Linked DNA regions of Ovis aries: region 2 is linked to region 1. The links are chromatin contacts, called in public Hi-C maps. All regions are on one chromosome and are shown on one strand. Each heading gives the region's core, a stretch centred on a gene start, on an enhancer-like site or on the middle of the called end of the contact. The rest is flanking DNA. Distances are from core to core; before and after follow the strand shown. Region 1 holds the start of DALRD3 (DALR anticodon binding domain containing 3). Region 2 overlaps PRKAR2A (protein kinase cAMP-dependent type II regulatory subunit alpha).

Region 1 (5,546 bases), core at 2,277-4,776:
GCAGCGAGGACGGCTCCCTCCACGTCTTTGTGCTTGCCGTGGAGATGCCGGAGCTGGAGGAGGCTGTGGGGGCTGCCGAGCTGCTGCCCCAGCTGCAAGTGCTGGAGGAGTACTCCGTCCCCTGTGCCCACGCTGCCCACGTGACAGGCCTCAAGATCTTAAGTCCCAGCCTCATGGTCTCCGCCTCCATCGACCAACGGCTGACCTTCTGGCGTTTGGGGCACGGTGAACCCACCTTTATGAATAGCACAGTGTACCACGTAGCAGATGTGGCCGACATGGACTGCTGGCCCGTGAGCCCAGAGTTTGGCCACCGTTGTGCTCTGGGGGGCCAGGGCCTTGAGGTCTACAACTGGTACGACTAAGACATCCCGCGGTGGCCGGCACACTGGGCGTGGGGCCTGCTCACAGACAAAGTGACTGTCTGTGCCCATGCCTGGTGTGCCCAGAGGGGAGGAAGAGGCAGCCGCGGGTTCCTGACTTCAGAGCAGGAGCTGAAGGTGAGTAGGATGCCACCTGGACAGACCAAGAATACGCCCCACTCCCTGCCAGGGGACAAAACCTTGTCACACAAACAATTTATTTTGGCTCCAGATCGTTAAAAAAAAAAAAATCCAGATCCTCCCCCCACCGCACCCTTTCAGTTGCTGACTTTGTGGACATTCCTGGACCCTAAGGCCTCCTTGGCCTTAAATGTGACTCAGCGGAGGGAGACCCAGCATGGCCAGCCCAGTGTGGAGCACGTCTCGCACGGCCCGCAGAAGCTGCAGACGGGCAAACATCTGACCGAACAGGTGCGGCCGAGGCTCCTGGAGGAGAGGCGGAGGCTGCGGGTCTCATCCTTTGCTTTCCCTGCACCACCCGCCCCCATCTGCCCTTTGCTGTGCACTTACCCCTAGGATGTGTACCCGGTTATAGTATGAGCTGAAGTCCATGCTGAGCTGGACCAGGAACTTGCATACCTAGAGACAGAGACCAAACTGAGTCCCTGGCGCCGCCCCCCCCCCCCCCCCCCCCCGCCTTTTGTCCCCAGATCAGAATAAAGAACAGTGTGTGCAGAGCGTCCTGCTCCTCCGTCCTCACCGTCTCTGTGCGCGCAGCAACGTGAAGCCCTGGGGTGGGGCAGGGCAGGGGCAGGGCTGCTGTCTGCCTCAGCAGGTCTGGGAAGGGGAGGATGCTGTTGAAGAGTAGCAACCACTCACCCTGTGGGGGAGAAGGGCGCTGGGAGGGAAAGGCCTGAGCTTCCTACACATGCCAGCTACCCAGGAGGGGCGCTCACCTCATCACGCAGCAGGGAGAAGTCTAGACTGCTCACAGGCGGGAAGGTGGGGTACAGACCTTGTTCCACGCTGCACGTGTAACCCTCAAAGAGGGTGGCGAGACGTGCGCAGTTATACATGACAAAGGTGCCACTTTTGCTGCCCTTGGTGGAAATGCTGCTGTCAGCCAGGGCCAGGAGAAGCTGAGGAATAAAGGCACAGCTGCACAGGGAGGAGCGCCACTGCACACCCTGTCCCCCAACTCCAACCCCCAGCCCCGGTCCAGCAAGATATGCCCAGGCTCACCTGACTCTGGGGGGCTGTGCTGAGCATCTCAAATTTAATGGTCGCCACAGACAGAACCCTGAAGATTTCCATCCAGGCTGGGTCTGAGAGTACGGATCAGTCAGTCTCGGCAGGCAGACAACAAGGGGCATGTGTGCAAATGACCCCCCCTACCGGAAGCACAAGCAGGGTCTCCCAGGTGTACCTTGTTCCAGGTCCTTGCCATGCTTCAGTGATGACACCTTGCACACCTGGGCGTGCCGGAGCCTGCATTGAGAAGAGAATGAGAAAAGGACTGGTAGACAGGGTCCCCCCACCTCCACTGGCCTGGCTCGGTGGCCTGCCTTCCAGCCTCACTCACTCGTAGTATTCGGGGGCAGTCAGGGTGCTGGGCGCACCAGTCACTTTCACTGGGCCACAGACCAGGTGCTTCTGTTAGGAAGACAGCAGGGGTCAGCTGCTGATGATACCCTCCCAAGAACCTAAATGTGTTCCTGGACTCCCCCCAGCTTCCGACCTTAAGCCCTCTGTCTCAAGTCCAGAGCCCTCTCCTAGCACCTGCTGCATGTGCCTAAGGTCCCCCTAAAGGTCAGGTGTCACCTTCTGGACCCATCAGCTAACAAGTAGGTTTCAAGGAGTCCTCTGAGGTTGCTGTGGGGAGGTTACCATCACTAACCTACCTGTGTGAGAGGAGCCTGATGATCCAGCTTCCACCAAAGCAGGTCCAACTTTTGCTGCTGGAACTCCTCCTCACAGCTCACTACGTGTAGGACCACATAGCTATCTGCGCCCGCATCTGGGGCCGCAGCCTGTAGGGCAGGACAGTCACTGTGGGGGACACACTACACCTGGTTTGCCAGAAGCATACCAGGGTGGGGCGGCAGTCACTAACCAGGCCTAGGGAGCTGCCCTCGGCACCAGCCTGCACAGCCTCCTGCAGCTCGGCCAGCAGAGAGAGCAGATCCTCCGTCACTGGGGAGAGAACACACGGCTGAGGCCGGCCGGGGAGTGCGGGGGTGGCGGCGTCCCGACATTCCGGCCCCTCGGATCCCGGGCCTACCCAGACAGCTGTCCACACTGGGGTCATAGCCAGCTGTGCGTCCCCGCTCCTCCATCAGTTCCTTCAGGCACACTCGACCCAGGGTGCCAGGGGGCAGGGCTCCAGCCTCACGGGCAGGGGAGAGCTCTGCAATCGCGCGATTCCTTAGGGCTTCGGTCGAGGGTTTCTCTGAGACCTCGGGCCAGTCCACCCGCAGCTGCCGCAGAAAGGTCGGCATGTGCGGGTCCCGCACAGCGGGGACTCGGCGCACACTCACCCTGCGAAGCGAGACGGCCGCTGAGCCTGAGTACCTGGCTCAGCTCGCTCCGATCCCACGCGCACCAGCGCGGACTGCTGCCGCCCGAAGCCATTGCGCACCTTCGTTTTGGGCCCGCGCCCTCACTCACTTGTGAGCTTGCAGAATTCGCGCCAGGTGGTCCGCCACGAGCACGGCACGGAGCTGGCTCAGGCGGAGGGTGCTGGGGCTGCCGCGCAGCGCCGGGCAGTGCAGGACGACGCGCGGGGTAGGGCCGGTGGGGGCGGCGGGCGCGGCATAGGCGGCCACGGAACAGAGCACACGCTCGAAGACAGCGGACCGCTGCAGCTGAAGCGCCAGCCCCGCGGGGGTCGGCGCGCAGCACAGCACCGGGGCCACGCCCGGACCCTGTAGGCCAACGATGGCGTGAACCACGCCCTCAGGCACCTGCGGAAAGCCAGGAAGGTGAGCGGGCCGCTGCGCTCCCACCTGTCTCCGGCCCACGTCCCCTCCATGCACGCGCCTACCTGGTCGTCCCCAAAGCGCGCCTGCAGTGCGCGGCGCGGTGCCAAGAAGTCTCGGGCACGCAGGTGGCGGGCGTGCGTCTCCTTGAACCATACTGGGCCGCCAGGCCCCAAGGCCGAGTTCAGGGCTCCCAGGGTCTCCTCTACCCCGAGGCGCATGGCTACCGGAAGGGGCAGGCGGGACCGGAAGCAAAACGTCGAGGCGGGATTTCCGGGAAGGCCAATTGGTTGGAGCGGGGGAACGGGCAGGGACTCCTGAGTGGACAGTGGACAGTTGCTTTCGCTCCCTGGCCCCAGCCCTACCCGCCGCGTGGTCCACCTGACTGGTCAGGACTAGGGTAAGAAATCTCGGGGTCTACTCAGGACTTAGGGCTCTCTCGCTGTTGCCCGCAGTAGCAATAAGGGAAAGAATCTACACAATCCGGTGGGGCCGAGGCAGGGTTGTCTCTCTTACATTTATGTATTTGTATAACGTTTCATTTCCTCCATGTACACATGATCAATGGAGAAGTTAATAGCAACCCGCTCGTTTTCTTGCGTAGAGTCCCCATGGACAGCGGAGCTGGCGGGCCACAGTCCATGGGGTCACAAAGAGTCGGGCACGACAAGTGTCTAAGCACACATGGTCTAAACACCTCAAGCTACAAGTGGATTCTGAAAGGGGGCAGGCAGCGTAAAAGCCACGCTCATGACCTACTGAAAAAAGACATTTTTAAAGGGAATTTGAGGTCTTTAGTTTCAGGTTATTTGCAAGCATTCCCTCCTTTGAGATAGGGGTTGTCTTTTACTCCTCATGTGTCCACTCTGATAGAATTGCTGGTTTTCTTCTCTTGGATCTTGAATAATTAGAACCATCATAATAGTTTCCAGAAGGCTTTAATGCTTCTCCTTTAACCTACTGTACTGTAACAAGGACCCTCCCATTTCCTGGTTTAGACTGCCAGCCATTGCGGGTCAGATAAACAATGTGACCTGAAAAGACCCAGCTGAAGGACAGTTCTCTGAGCGTCCAATTCCTCTACCAACTCTCGCCTCCTTCCCGTCAGGGCTGCTCAATGTCTTCACGTAACCCTTGCTCTCTCTTTTCTTAATAGGGATGGAACGTGAGACACTAGAGCACTGTGCAGCAGAGCACTGACCACCCCCGATCTCTGCCCCAGAGCAGTGAGTAAACAGAGCTCAGAATACAGAGGAACCTAGGTGCAGGAAAAGCTTGGCAAGAACCCCTTCTGGGCTAGGGCTGCAAGGCCCCGCTGGGAAGCTCCGAAAGAGCACTGGGCGGACACGACATTCCCGATGGCTTCTTGGGTGCCCACTCAACGGGAGTGATCGTGTCATTCCAAAGCGCTTTCCATGCCTCACGAGCAAGACCAGGGGATGGCTGCTAACAGGACTGGGGGTCTGGAGGCCAAGCTGGGGACTTCAGCTACTCTAAGTGCATTAAGACCGTTGAGGGTGGTTTTACCCCAGGAAGTGAAGGGCTATCTTTAGCGAGCTGCGGGCTGAGGCGGCCCTGTGGGACTCACCTCCATTGCAGCCCTATCCGGAGGCCCTGGGTCCTCCCTCCCTTGCCAGTGCTATCTCGGGCTCCAAAGGTGGCCACCGCCTCGGTTCTCTGACGTCTACTCCTGTCACGTCCAGCCTGAGGGCACACCTGAGAAAGAGACGGAAACCAGAGCGACCCAATAAAGTATGTCTGGGGGTCAGGGGCTAGCCAACCCCACCTCAGTCAGGACGCTGCTCAGGCAGGAGAGCAGGGAACGAAATCCAAGCGCAGCTGGAATGCTCTGGAGACAACAGCTGCTTTTGGGATTCCGTTGCCCGCTGTCCAGCCATGGCGGGGCAGGGAGGGTGGGAGGGCGGTTTGAGAGGATTATCCTTCTCCCTAGGGAAATCAAAACCCACCATTGCTATCCCAGGAGGCGGACCCAGGAGTAGACGGTGAAACCAAGACGAATGGGAAAAAGCCGCTCACCTAGGCCCCCAAACAACAGGTGTGGTGGGGGGCCTTCCCTCGGACCAGGTCTCGATTCGGATTAGATCCGCAGGGTACAGTTAGCCATGTTGGTCCCATGCCGTCAGGGCCCACTGTAGTGACGGCGGTGGGTCGGGCGTCGGGATCAGGCCAAGAGGGAAGCGCGCCCGTGGGGTCGGAGAGGAAGTAAACCCTCCTCGGGGACTCC
Region 2 (5,546 bases), core at 1,020-3,519, 140 kb before region 1:
GTGCCGAAGAATTAATGCTTTGGAACTGTGGTGTTGGAGAAGACTCTTGGGAGTCCCTCAGACTGCAAGATCAAATCAAATCAATCCTAAAGGAAATCAACCCTGAATACTCATTGGGAGGACTGATGCTGAAGCTGAAGGTCCAATACTTTGGCCACCTGATGTGAAGATGTGATGTGACTCACTAGAAAAGACCCTGATGCTGGGAAAGACTGAAGGCAGAAGAAGGGGACAACAGAGGACAGATATGGTTGGACAGTATCACCAAATCAATGGACATAAGTCTGAACAAACTCTAGGAAATGGTGAAGGACAAGGAAGCCTGTCGTGCTGCAGTCTATGGGGTCGCAAAGAGTCAGGCATGACTGAGCAACTAAACGACAAATTAGCATTCTGTAGTGGACCCTTCTAATCTTCATTCTTCTTATATCCTTAATCCACCAAGTTCATTTACAAGCCTTATAATGTTTGTTAGGGTTTACGTCTTATTTGTGAGCAGGTAAGGAATATAACTGGTTCTTGACCCTACACTCCATTCTTCTGTATGATGGCTAAAAATCTCTATGTATCTACAATGAAGGGATGAGATGATACATACCACTCTCAATCCCTGATTTCTTAGAGACATTTACTCCCTGCAGTGCTGGTCTAGCTGTCCTCCAGCTTCCTCCTTCCCACTGATTTTCTGAACTAATGGAATACCTGAGAAACGGTGACTCCCCACATGACCTGTAGACAGGACGCCCTTTCTTGTCCAGCCTATAGGTGTGGGCCATGCCTTCTGTGCTGCACTGCCATTAATACTCTGCCTAATAGGAAACCAGGATCCTTAAAGAGACGGAGAAAAACTCGGGAGAAGGGAGTAAGAGAACAGACATCATTCTAATCCCTAAAACAGCATCAGGTAATGTTCTGTATAGAGCACTGCCCAACCCCTGGTAGCACAGGCTTTTGGAGCTGAGCCAGGTAAGGGATGGAATACAATGATTCCTTATCTTTCACCAAGCCGTTCTTGTTTCCACAAGGAAACAAGTTCATCTTAGGTCTGTCCTAAAGATTAAGGCAGACACCTTCCTGAGTTCTTAGATGTTACTGCTGTCACTTTTCACATTTTCGTAGGTATTTGGGTAGGGGGCTGAGGAAGCTGTTTTGAAGGCAGCTCATCAGATACTATGTTGAACTGCAAACTTCTTGGTTCTCCGTGCTCTTGATTGATGCTGTCATTGTCAGCCCAGTTTTCTAACCTAGAAATTTGGAACTCACTATTACTGCCTTCTTTCCACCTGTTACCCAATGAATACATCAAAATCTGCCTCAGAAATATTCTCATACTTGACCTTTATTCCATCTACCCTGTTACTCCTTGGTCCAGGATTTCAAAATGTCTTCTTTGAAAAATGCATTTAAAAAACCCTCATTTGGGAAACAGATGGGTACATGGGGATTATTATACTTTCTCTACTTTTGCATATGTATGGAAATTTTTCATTTAAAAAGTTGAAAATAATAAGTCTTTTAATGATGAGACTGACAGGATTGAGCTCGCTTATTTTCAGGCTTGCTCTTCTTCGGATTTTGGAGGAAAGTACTGTAGCACTTAGCTCATTTTTGTATTTTTAGACATTAATGTAACTGAGGCAACAAATGTTACATCCTGAAGTCTTAAGACACAGCACTATGATTTAAACAAAAGCAATTATTTTCATTAAAATCATTAATGTTTCCTATTTGTGAAAAATGGAGAAGGAAGTAGCAACCCACTCCAGAATTCTTGCCCGGGAAATCCCGTGGACAGAGAAATTGGTGGGCTACAGTCTATGGGGTCGCAAAGAGTTGGATATGACTGAGCACACAGACATTAGTAGGAAAACAGTGTATCTTTATTTTTTTTAATTGGTTTGGATGTTTTCGCTTTTCTTTTTGAACACCAGACAGCTCCTTTTTCTTCTTCCTCTGTTTACCTCAACCTCTCTACTTCTTCCTGATCCTGATCCCAAATTACTTTTCTCATTTTCTATATAAAAATCTATTCTTAGGTCTCTGTGATTGCTGTCCCTTATGGCTCTAAATATCAGGAAGCTTATCTCAGTGTAAAAGTTACCTGGGGAGTCCCAGCGTCAGTGTGATCCTCTCTGCAGCCTCAAGAACTACACTGAATGTCCTGAGATGCTCAAGACCTGCTGAAGACAAAGGCTAAAAGAGCAGCACAGCCCCTCACTTGAGGGAGTCAATGTTGCCCCCACTGTCCAGCAGATGTCACTAGTTAGTAACAGGGAACTGTACAAAGGAACAATAGATCAGCCAGCATAACCTCCTCCTCTAGGTTTTAACGGCTGCTTTCTTCATCCAGAAATGTGAATCACTAAAATGTACTTGTGAGAGAAAACCCCTTCATTTCTACCAGGCCTGGTCACTGGCGTCAGGCCCTGCGCTGTCCTGCTGGTTCCCGTGAAGAGTTGATACAGCCTGGTATATGAGAGAGCTAGGGTTGCCATAACAAAACACTACAGACTGGGTGCCTTTTTATTTTTTTTTCCACTGGGTGCCTTTTTAAACAGCAGTAATCTGTAAAATGAAAGGTTTTTGGTTTTTCAAGTTTTTAAAGTAACAGAATCAAACTGATATTTCAAACTCAAGGACAGTCAATGCTAATCTAGGACAAATTCAAGAAATCTGCCTTTAAAGAATTTATGGATTGTCTTCCAATTGATGTATTCATTGTTTGATGTAGAGGGGCTGTTCTGCTAGAACGCAGGATTTGGAAGCTGCAGTTTTTCAATTCCAATACTTTGTAGGGGAGAGGCAGCATCAAAGAGGGGAAGGCCTCATCTCTGAAGCTATGCACACTACAGTCTGAGGGTGGATACATCATTCCACAGTATTTCTCTACGTCCCCAGTCCTTGGTCTCTTCAACGGTATGACGGCATAACAATCCTAGAACCATGTTAAAGGGTTAATAGTATGAGGAGACATTTAAATACAAGGCCTGGCTCACAGGAGACACTCAACAACTGCGAGCTCTCCTCTGCTGCTTTACCTTCCAGGTTATTATTCAGTCAGACATCCTGAGTGTTGAATTCTCTTCTGCAGTGTCTGACAGAAGCACATGTATTCACACAAATAGTTTAGCTGAGATCCTTGGATCACATCAGGAGTCCATTCCCTAACTCTCTTTCCAGTTCATTTTATTAACTTTTTTTTTTTCCGTTGGCTGTACCTCACAGGCACATGCAGATCTTCCCTGACCAGGGACTGAACCCATGCTCTCTGCAGTGGAAGCAGAGTCTTAACCACTGGTCCACCAGAGAAGCTCCTCCAATTTCATCTCCTCTCCTATGGCCAGAGCAGCTGGGTCCCGTTTATCCTCCTTCAAGGCTTCAGACATTCTTCTACCTGGAATGCACCCTTCTTGGTACTATAGCCCAAGAATAACCATGTTTTTCAACTTCCAGTGCAATTTCTGCCTCCCTCCAAGAAGCACTTCTTGATTTTTTTTCTGCCTACAATAATTTCTCTTCCTGTTTCCCGATCCTTCCTGATCCGGCCATATTTACCAACACTGTTGCAAATGTTAACTATATACCAGTGAACAAAACAGATGAAATTCCCTGCCTGACTGGCATTTATACCCTTGCATAGTGAACTAGATGGTAAATGGGATAAGTAAGTTAAAAGAGGAAGGGCACTAAGGAGAAAATAAAGTAGGGAGATAGGCTGTGTTTGTGTGCTGGGGAGGGGCAAGGATTTCAGATAGGTCTTACTTAAGGCCTGAGAAGGTATCCTTCACATGAGGGTCTGAAGAATGTGAGTGAGCAGTTCACAAAGGTAGCTTTGGTGAGATATGGGAACAAAAGTCTGACTAGAATGGGCTCAAGAGAGAACAGAAGAGAACGGGAAGCATGTATGGACCACTCTTTCAAGAGGTTTTGCTATAAAGATAGGCAGAGAGAAAGAGTGGCAGCTGGAGAGGGAAGAGTGATTTGTAAAAGTTTCATTTTAAGAAGGGAGCACCAATGATATGCTGCTGAGAAAATCTAGCTGAAGGATGAAGATTATGCAGGATAAAGAAGAGGTAACTGCTGGAAGGATGAAGGGTTGAGATCTAGTGTACAGGTGGACAAATGGACTCACAGGCAGGTGGGGAAGGACAGACGTGGGAGTCTATGGAAATTCTCTTCTATTATTTCTGTTTCTTTAGTTAAATTGAGAAGATTATCTGCTAGGAATAGGAGCGGGAGGAGGTGTTATAGGTTTGGGGAGAAAGAAGGTATGAAAGACTTACCTAAGAGAACAAGAGAGTGAAAGAAGTATAGAAACAGTATGATTGTGGTCACCAAGAGCGTACTAGAGGTTAATGATCATGAACTGAGGGTAAGATCAGTCAGCAGGGCTGCGTGTCTTTCCTCCACCAAGTACAGATGCGGTGCAGACACAGAATATGTGGAGAATGGGTTTAACCAGAGTGTGGCTTAGCCAAGCAAATAAAAAAGGAAAAGACAACTGAGGGAAGTGGTTATAATCACTGATCAAGAAATTTAAGGTTAGTAAAGAGGAACTGAGAAAGAACGAAAAGGAGACAGATCAATGAGTTGCGAGAGCTGGAGGAGGACAGCACAGGAGCTGGTAGAAGACAGCGGGCAGCGGTGGGTGACCTGATCGAGAATACGGGGGGTTGTGACGCTGGTCCTACCACAGCACAACCACAGCAGTGAGTGGCTGAAGCAGGTGGAAGACCACAACCCTGGAGGAGAAGAGGTCAAGGAATGGAAGGACCAGACGCTGAGAGGATTCTTTATGTAGAAATGAGAACGAACCTGGAGTTATTAGAGGACTAAAACAAGGAGGGGGTGGCTGGGAGAATATAATGTGAGGCTTGAGGCTGAGGGGTCTAGGGAAAAGAGAGAGAGGTCTAGAAGCAACGCGGATCAATAGACACATCCACACATCTGCCATCAGTGTTACAAGGAAAGGGAAAGAGAAGTGAGGCTTGAGGGCAAGCCACGCTTTAGCTAGATCATGATGATGAAGACTGAACTGAGAGTATGGGCTAAGAAATTTACGGGATGTAGCTGAAGACTGAGCAAGAGTTCTAGCGGGTACAAGAATGGGTACTTGGGGATGGGACGGTTAGTACTTAGGCATTAAGCTATCTTTGGGCATTTTATCACCTTGACTGCTTCAAGTTATGTAACCTCTGCTTTGCCCCAGTTTCCCCACCCGAATAATGGGGTAATCAGAGCATGTAACTCATAGTGTTAGTGTAAGGATTATATTCAACAACACAAGGCAGGCATTTAGGAAGACCTTAAAAATGTGTACTGAGTACATAGCCGGCATTCAAAAAACCATTAGCTCTTGCTAACCAGCTATTTTCTCTGCTGCATAATCATTTTTGGTTCTGTTAAGAATTCTTTATTTTCATTTAACATTTGAGTGATATTAACAAGTTTTAACTTTTCAATAAGACTGTAGGAGCTAAGGGTGAGGGATAACACCAAGCACTTGTCTGTGTTCTGCAGAGTTCAAGGACTGAACACACTGACAA

The links. Hi-C and Micro-C count contacts between places; a contact is called where the count stands out from the background.
Region 2: a contact with region 1 is called in a Hi-C map of hypothalamus, with 3 times the contacts expected there. The contact joins the enhancer-like site here to the promoter of DALRD3 in region 1. A contact is called at or near these places in 4 of 16 Hi-C or Micro-C datasets (blood, hypothalamus and muscle).

Annotation. Positions count from the first base shown.
Region 1 is chr19:51,016,650-51,022,195 of ARS-UI_Ramb_v3.0, reverse strand. DALRD3 (DALR anticodon binding domain containing 3) reads right to left here and starts at 3,526. Exons shown (of 12, transcript XM_042236239.1): 1 at 3,367-3,526; 2 at 2,991-3,286; 3 at 2,605-2,861; 4 at 2,437-2,516; 5 at 2,225-2,353; 6 at 1,906-1,976; 7 at 1,750-1,811; 8 at 1,566-1,648; 9 at 1,280-1,462; 10 at 1,084-1,203; 11 at 894-962; 12 at 562-809. The coding sequence starts at 3,522. The coding sequence ends at 690. WDR6 (WD repeat domain 6) reads left to right here. Exons shown (of 7, transcript XR_009597451.1): 6 at 1-500; 7 at 595-1,061. It overlaps MIR191 (microRNA mir-191), which reads right to left and starts at 5,197; the gene lies at 5,107-5,197.
Region 2 is chr19:51,160,349-51,165,894 of ARS-UI_Ramb_v3.0, reverse strand. The region is part of intron 2 of PRKAR2A (protein kinase cAMP-dependent type II regulatory subunit alpha); the gene reads right to left. Among named protein-coding and RNA genes, the nearest start is that of PRKAR2A, 29 kb to the right of the region's middle. Within about 2 kb of position 2,269, at least 15 of the 54 cell types and tissues checked have an H3K27ac peak or open chromatin away from gene starts, as enhancers often do. A contact at or near this core is called in hypothalamus, where this site is marked.